Regions from separate parts of the Mus musculus genome. Here region 2 is linked to region 1. A link is a contact called in public promoter capture Hi-C data. All regions are on one chromosome and are shown on one strand. Each heading gives the region's core, a stretch centred on a gene start, on an enhancer-like site or on the middle of the called end of the contact. The rest is flanking DNA. Distances are from core to core; before and after follow the strand shown. Region 1 overlaps Cyth4 (cytohesin 4). Region 2 overlaps Elfn2 (leucine rich repeat and fibronectin type III, extracellular 2).

Region 1 (3,267 bases), core at 230-2,729:
CATCAGAGGCAGACACAGACCTTTCTACTTCCTCCCTCTCCCCAGCTCTCAGGTCAGGAGTCTGTCACTCAGCAGTGTTTGAGGAAGGCTGGTGACTCACAGCCTCCTACACTGTGGCCCATCCCTCTACCAGCCAGAAGCTGGTTCCAGACACTCCTGTCTAGAGCCTCTGTGGATCCCCCTGCCTCACACCCTTTCGTCCTTCCCCCCTCTCCATCCTTCTTTCTCTTCGAGCTGCTGCTGGGTTGAGCTGTTCCTGCCTGAAGGCCTGGGTGTTGACTGTTCTCACAGCCTGGAATCCTCCTGTGTGCACGGCCCCCCACTTCCTCGCCAACAGAAACCAGAGCCCCAGTTCAGAGCCCTCCTGTTCGCCTTCTGTGCACCCAGCCGAGCTCATTTCTGTTTCTCTCCCATGCAGAAAGCACCTGTCCCTGAAGACAGGGGTTTGGCCATCTTGTCTTATATGGACAGCATTTGGAAGAGAGCTCAGAGCACACCAGGCACAAACAACATGCATGCGTGCATGTATGAATGAATGCATGCATGAATGAGTGAATGCATGCATGCATGCATGAGTGAATGAATGAATATTCCAGAGCCTGGGAACCAGTGCTCACCCCAAGTCCTAAGCATGATGGCTTCCCAAGCACTGTTCATCCTGAGTGGTATGTTCACCCCTACGCCCTCACTTCCTGCTCCCTGTCTGGGGATCCTCTTACTTTTCCCCCAAGTAGGTGCCAATGGCTGTCTTGTTGAGACCGTCACCCTTGTACAGGAACTGGGCGATGTCCTGGACATCAGAGGTCAGCAGCTTGTGCTCAATGAGATACTGGATGCCCTAGAGATGACACAGCATTCATGAGCAACCCCCCCTAGCATAGGCACCTGGTGGAGGAGGGGATAAGGAGGGGGACCTGGTGTTTGGGTTCCCTACATGGTGTTCTCGAGCCGCCTTTGGGAGGTGGTAAGCTCCCCATCTCTGGAGGCATGCTCAGGGAGCTAAGTGAAGCAGTGCTTCCCGGGGTCCCTCCAGCCTGGCACACTTAGACTGCAGCCTCCCGTGGTTGCTGAAAGTCACAGTTCTAAGCCTCAGTGAGTCAGCCTCTCATTTTATTAGCGCCCCACTCTTATTATTCTAAATAGTTTCATTTCACCGCAGTAGCAATCTACGTTCATTGTGTAAAAGTCACACAGACCAGCTGAAACAAAAAGGGAGGTGACTGCATGAACCCCACCTGGGAGGTAGCCAGCTTCCATGGCAATGACTTTCACTGCTCTTCTCTAGTGGGTGGGAGGGTGTACCCCACCTTCTGGCACTTTGACGCCAGCTTCGCTGGGCACCCTGTGGCCAGAGCTGGCGACGTATGTGCTTGTTTGTAAGAGGACAGGTAAGTGGAGCAGTGTGGTCTAGGGCTCGGGCCTGTGAAAGGCGAATACACAGCCGAAGCAGTCTCAGCCAGGGCTTGGCATTCTCTGTGGCTGCTTGGACTCTTGCCCTAGTGTGGTGTGTGGCTTCCTCCTGTGGCTGTCCCTGGTGGAGAGGAAACCCATGGCCACCTGGCAGAAGGAAGGGCTGCTGGCTGGCTCCGAAGCCATGGGCAATGAAGCCCATTCCAAAGTAGGGCATGGAGCCAGAGAAGCAAGGGGATTGGTCCCAGGCAGGGACTTCACAGCCTTCCAGTCTTTGGGCTGTGGTGTTAGGGAATGAACAGAGGCCAGGGAACCAAAGGCTTGTCCCTGTTGGGTGGTTTGCAGGGTCAGCCACAAAGGTGCCCAGAAGACAGCTCCTCTGGGCACCTTGGTGAGACCCATGTCCTCCTCCTGTGGTCACCAAGATGCACACTTTGGTGGGGGTCTATGTCCCCTCCCCTGGATTTGTACCTTATTAGGGTCCATGTTGAATTTCTTTCTCCCGATGCACATCTCCTTCTCTTTCTGCGCCATCCGGCTGTGAACAGAGGCACATCAACACGGTGGCTCTGGATGCCACCATCCCCCATAAGCCCCGAGGGGGCCTTCCTCAGGAGAGCCAGCATGCCCTTGGAACTCCATGTGTAGCCCCGCCCCTGGACCACATGAGAGAGCAAGAACAGGCTGAGAGGTGTCAAGGGGCAGGGTAAGCTGTAAGCTGAGCACTGAACTCTGGGCCTCCAGGGAGCCCAGCAGAGCACCCTGGGGAGGAGACAGGGGCATGGTGGGACCAGTGAGAACATGGGCCCCAGAGGCTGTTCCTGAATATGAGTCTTGCTATATATACTCTTGAGCCAAGCCACGAGAGTGATTCTTTCATTTCTCTTCCCTCCCCCAGGTCTCAGTTTCCTTCTCTGCAAGAACCACCTGCTGCCCTCATGCAGGGCATGTGTGTGTGTGTGTGTGTGTGTGTGTGTGTGTGTGTGTTCATGTGTATTCATGAATGTGCATGTACACGAGTCGCTTGAGAAGCAGGGACTTTGGAGGCTGGGTGGGCTCCCGGCAAACCAGGTGTAGTTCAATAGTTCAGTGCCCTAGGGTCCTAGCAGGCATGTCCAGCCTGCTGGCTACAAGTGGCTGCATCTGCCCAGGAGAGCTATGAATGCCAACCAAATACATAACTTACTTAGAATGTTAAAAGATTTATTCTTTTTTTTTCAATTTGTAGCTCAAATGTCATTTGTGGTTTTACAAGGACAATGTCAAGAGGGTTGGGTCTAGGAGATTGTGTGGGAACCCAACCTTCTCCTTACACAAATGGGGATACTGAGGCTCAGAAAGACGGCCCAACCTGAGAGCAAAGAGCCAGCAGGAACTTTCTTGTGTGAGGAATGATGTGGGCCTGCAGACCTACTCCAGGCCCAGATACCAGAGCTCTCTCACCCTTGTCCAGGGTCAGGGTCAGGGTCAGGGTTTTTTGCCCATCCACTTCTAGCAGCCTCTGACCGGTAATGTGCAGGCAGTGCTGTGGGGGGAGAGGTGAGAGCTTGGGGTTGTTTGAGAATCAATGGGGAGTGGTCCAGACAGTGCGTATGGGGCTGTAGGCATCTCCTTGGGTCCCACCACCATCCATGGCACACAGGGAGTGCCCAGGAATCGTCTTCCCACGGGCCAGGTCCCTCACCTCTCCTCGGTGCTTTCAAAGCAGTCGATTTGGGCAAACACATCTGCAATCTCATCCTTCAGTTTCTGTGGACACACATACAAGGGTCAGCCTGGAGGCCCCACTCTGCTTAAGGGGTCCTCCCTCAGCCTTCTTGGCCCCACCCCCTTTCTGGGCCTTTTTATCTTCAAAGT
Region 2 (3,398 bases), core at 677-3,176, 85 kb before region 1:
CCAGGAAGGACGGAGGGCTTGCTCTCTGGTGGAAGGGAGGCTGCGGTAAAGTGGCTGGAGCTGCTGCTGGCTGTACTGGCTCACAGGCAGAAACAGCTGGGCTAGGAGCCCAGCATCCCAGCTGCTTTTGAAGGGTGAGAGGGAAGGGCAGAGCCAGAGGGGACCTGTAGAGTGGGGGCATTGTGCACGGTTTGAGGTCACCACGCGTGGCATTGCATGGCTAACAGGTCTAGTGCCCTAGTTAGGGCGGCAGGGCTCTGAGCAGGCTTTTGTGAAGGGGACCCTGAAAGGGCCTGATTCACAAGGTGCTCCGCGGCCCTCGCTGCTCTGATTTCATCTAACATTGTATCCCTGGAGACCCATGAGGAAGTTGGCTCCGAGAAGCTGCACAGGCTGCCCAAGGTCACACAGCTGGAGGCTTTAGGGCAAGGATGTGGGTCCAGGTTGCGGGTGCCTGCCTGCTGCACTTCCTGGGCTCCCAAGGCTCCCAAGGCTCCCAGGTTGAGTTGGCTGCTGTCTTTGGATGTTCTTCTCTCTTGTGCTCCGATGCTCCTTCGTCTCTCTCCGAAGCAGATGCAGGTGCAGGCAAGGGTCAGCTCCAGGCCGGCCGCTGGCCTTCAGAGACTGTTTGCCCATGTTTAAGTGGGCCCCACGTATCTGGATAAGAGGCCAGCTGTGTCGGCTGCACATGCGGACTAGGCTCATCTCAGAAGCTCTGTCTGTATCCTTTCTTCTACCTTGGCACTTGCCTGGCCTGACTGTCCTGGGCAGGTTCAAGATGGGATGGCGTGTGATCAGCATATTGGTCAAGTCCCTACAGTTGTGATAGTAACCACCTGGAGCCTGCTGGGTGTCAGGGGTGGACTGATGGTGGCGACCTGCAGGAAGGTCACATGGTCCTATGCCTCCTGCTTTGTTCCTTCTCTGTGTTGGCTTCACACTGGGATCCATGCTGCCCTGGCCTTCTAGAGGGAAAACTGCGAGCCAAATACAGGACAATGGAGTAGAGAAACCTGGGATTAGGAAGGACTTCCTGGAGGAGGTGACTGGGCTAATAGCACTGGAGAAGTTCACAGCACAGGTGGGAGGAAGTTACAGGCTCTTATCACAGATGCTTCTTATGACTTGAAGGGCTAGGGTCCCCTCCCCAGGGATGCAGAAACATCAAAAGATTTTGAGCAGTGTGGGGCAGCCTCCAAGCCGAGTGGCTTTTGGGGAAAGCTCTGCCTGGAGGCAGTGCTGGGAGGCTGAAGGTGGAGAGGGAAGGGACTGACCTGAGGGGCGAGGTATGAGGTGGGTCTTATCACCTGGCAGGAGAGGCAGAGCTGTAGGTAAAGCTGAGCCATAGGCAGGTGACAGTGGCCCTGACCCATGGGGGCACTTGATGAGCAGAGGCAGCTGAGCCTCCAGAACACTTGGCTGGCCTATAGTGGGAGCTAGCAAGTAGATGCGGAGGTGCTAGCACCTGGCATGATGGTTCTCAGCCCATGGGTCTTGACACCTGGTGGGGGCATCAAATAGGTCAGCATATCGGATACCCTGCATATCCAGTATTTACATTATAGTTCCTAACAGTAGCAAAATTACAGCTATGAAGTAGCAATGAAAATAATTTCATGGTGGTGGTGGGGGGGTGGCCACACCATGAGAAACTGTGTCAAAGGGTCACAGCATTGAGAAGGTTGAAAGCCACCAACCTAGGGGACTAGCAAGTGTCAGACTGCAGAGAGGAGGGGGCTGAGAAACCTGCAGCAGTTAGAGGATGTTTATGGATAGAGGGACTGTAGATGGGACTGGGGTGCACTGAGGCCTTGTTCCAGGCCATTGCCTCCTCTGGTTTCAGTTTCCCTTCCTCAGGGCTGTGGTCACTGCTGGCTCTGACTCCCATTGAGGTAGAAGGCCACAGCTGGCACCTGCTGCCTGATCATGGTCTTGGGGACATGGACACTGACAGTTGGCATTGGCTGCGTTTACTGATCACCTACTGTATACTTACCTTGTAGGGGGGCCAGGGAACTGCGACCATGCTTCCCTATCCACCACCCCCCCATCTCTGCAGTGTTCTCACGGAACATACAACACAGATGCACCCAGAAAGCTGGGAGGGCCACCTTGCTTTTTGCAAGCCCAGTGACTTTTTAGGAGAGATATTAGGAGCTGAGTATTGTACAAAATAACTTTCAGGAAGGTATCTTTAGACTCCAAAGCTGGAGTGCATTTGTGAGGTTTGTGATTCGCCTGGGTTCCACGTGTGTCCCATCCCAAGCTCCTGTCCTCTTATCCCTGCTTCCATTTGTCTGAATCCGGGCAGCTCCAGAGCTTGGCGGGTGCTGTTAGGTGGACAGTCTGCTTGGCAGAACACAGGTTTCTGGGGGTGGGGTGAGATGCTGGACGGGCTTGTCCCGCACTTACAGGAGGCTGTAAGGATGCTGCTGTCTGCTGAGGAAAGGCCTCACTCAGGTGTCTGCTGCTGTTGGTGTGCTTGTGTCCTCTCCCCCACCCCCCTGAGCAATCTGAGCAGAGCTGGTGGGCAGAGCAGCTTGAGAGGTTCAGCTTGGGCAATCTCATGCTTTTGGGTTCTTAGCTGTGTGTCTTTGGGCAAGTGGCTTCACTGCTCTGGGCCTATTTCTTCATCCCTCCAATGGGTAGGACAAGCAGGCCCACCCCTCAGACTGTGAGTGACTGAATCACCCAATGTGTGTTGTCAGGGCCTGATTTGCGTCTTATCATAACCAGATTCTTATAGGGCAGGGCTTACATCCCAGCCACACTGACCTGGCCAAGCTGGTCTGTCTTTCTGGGTGTTGATTTCATCTGAGAAGTGGTCTGGTTAAGCCGGGGCCCTGTTGGTGGTGTGTGGCCCAGTGTTGGCCATGGGGACTCCATAGGAAGCTTCTTTATGGGGTATCAGGTACACAGTTGTCTGTCACGGGGGTTGTGGGCTGGGGCTGCTTGCCGTGTGACCATGACGCCACAGGCCTGGGAGGAACCTACACTCAGACAAGGTGGGCAGAGTCATCCTGGGAAGCGGAGGGACAGCCAGGTCCAGGGGGGGGGGAGAGACTGTGACCTTCAAGACATCTCCCAGCTTCAACCTGGGACCCCAAGGCAGCTCCTGACTGGCTCTGAGGAGGAGGCCCCGATGCGTGACCCTTGGGCAGCCAAGCAGAGGGATGGGAGGAGGCAAGGATGCTGGAAGTCCTGCTTGTTGGCTGCATAAGAGCTGCTGCTGGTTTGGGCAGAGAGGCAGCAGGTGTGAGACCTGGGCAGGTGTTATGATAGAATGTAGATGAGGAATGAGGGATGGGGGATGGGGGGTGGAGGATGGGGGATGGGAGATAGGGGATGAGGGAGAGGCAAAAGTCGGGCATGAGGAAAATGATGGAGCAGAGGCACCC

Evidence for each region. Promoter capture Hi-C pulls out the DNA fragments that hold promoters and counts their contacts.
Region 2: a promoter capture Hi-C map of the 3T3-L1 cell line shows a contact between it and region 1, with 2.4 times the contacts expected there. The contact joins two enhancer-like sites. A contact is called at or near these places in 5 of 39 promoter capture datasets (the 3T3-L1 cell line, embryonic stem cells, liver and 1 more), 3 of 484 Hi-C or Micro-C datasets (CD4 T cells, embryonic fibroblasts and embryonic stem cells), 3 of 115 datasets of contacts at active chromatin or transcription factors (the 230-238 cell line and large pre-B cells) and 3 of 9 other capture datasets (adipose tissue, liver and pancreatic islet).

Annotation. Positions count from the first base shown.
Region 1 is chr15:78,604,528-78,607,794 of GRCm38.p6, reverse strand. It overlaps Cyth4 (cytohesin 4), which reads right to left. Exons shown (of 13, transcript NM_028195.3): 3 at 3,095-3,159; 4 at 1,882-1,948; 5 at 720-838. Gm52186 (a long non-coding RNA gene) reads left to right here. Exons shown (of 4, transcript XR_003951538.1): 2 at 419-2,116; 3 at 2,309-3,267. Among named protein-coding and RNA genes, the nearest start is that of Gm52186, 3.6 kb to the left of the region's middle. Within about 2 kb of position 1,479, at least 49 of the 459 cell types and tissues checked have an H3K27ac peak or open chromatin away from gene starts, as enhancers often do.
Region 2 is chr15:78,689,374-78,692,771 of GRCm38.p6, reverse strand. All of the region lies in intron 1 of Elfn2 (leucine rich repeat and fibronectin type III, extracellular 2), which reads left to right. Gm52188 (a long non-coding RNA gene) reads right to left here. Exons shown (of 3, transcript XR_003951542.1): 1 at 2,776-3,398; 2 at 1,308-1,501; 3 at 1-977. Among named protein-coding and RNA genes, the nearest start is that of Gm52188, 4.0 kb to the right of the region's middle. Within about 2 kb of position 1,926, at least 15 of the 459 cell types and tissues checked have an H3K27ac peak or open chromatin away from gene starts, as enhancers often do.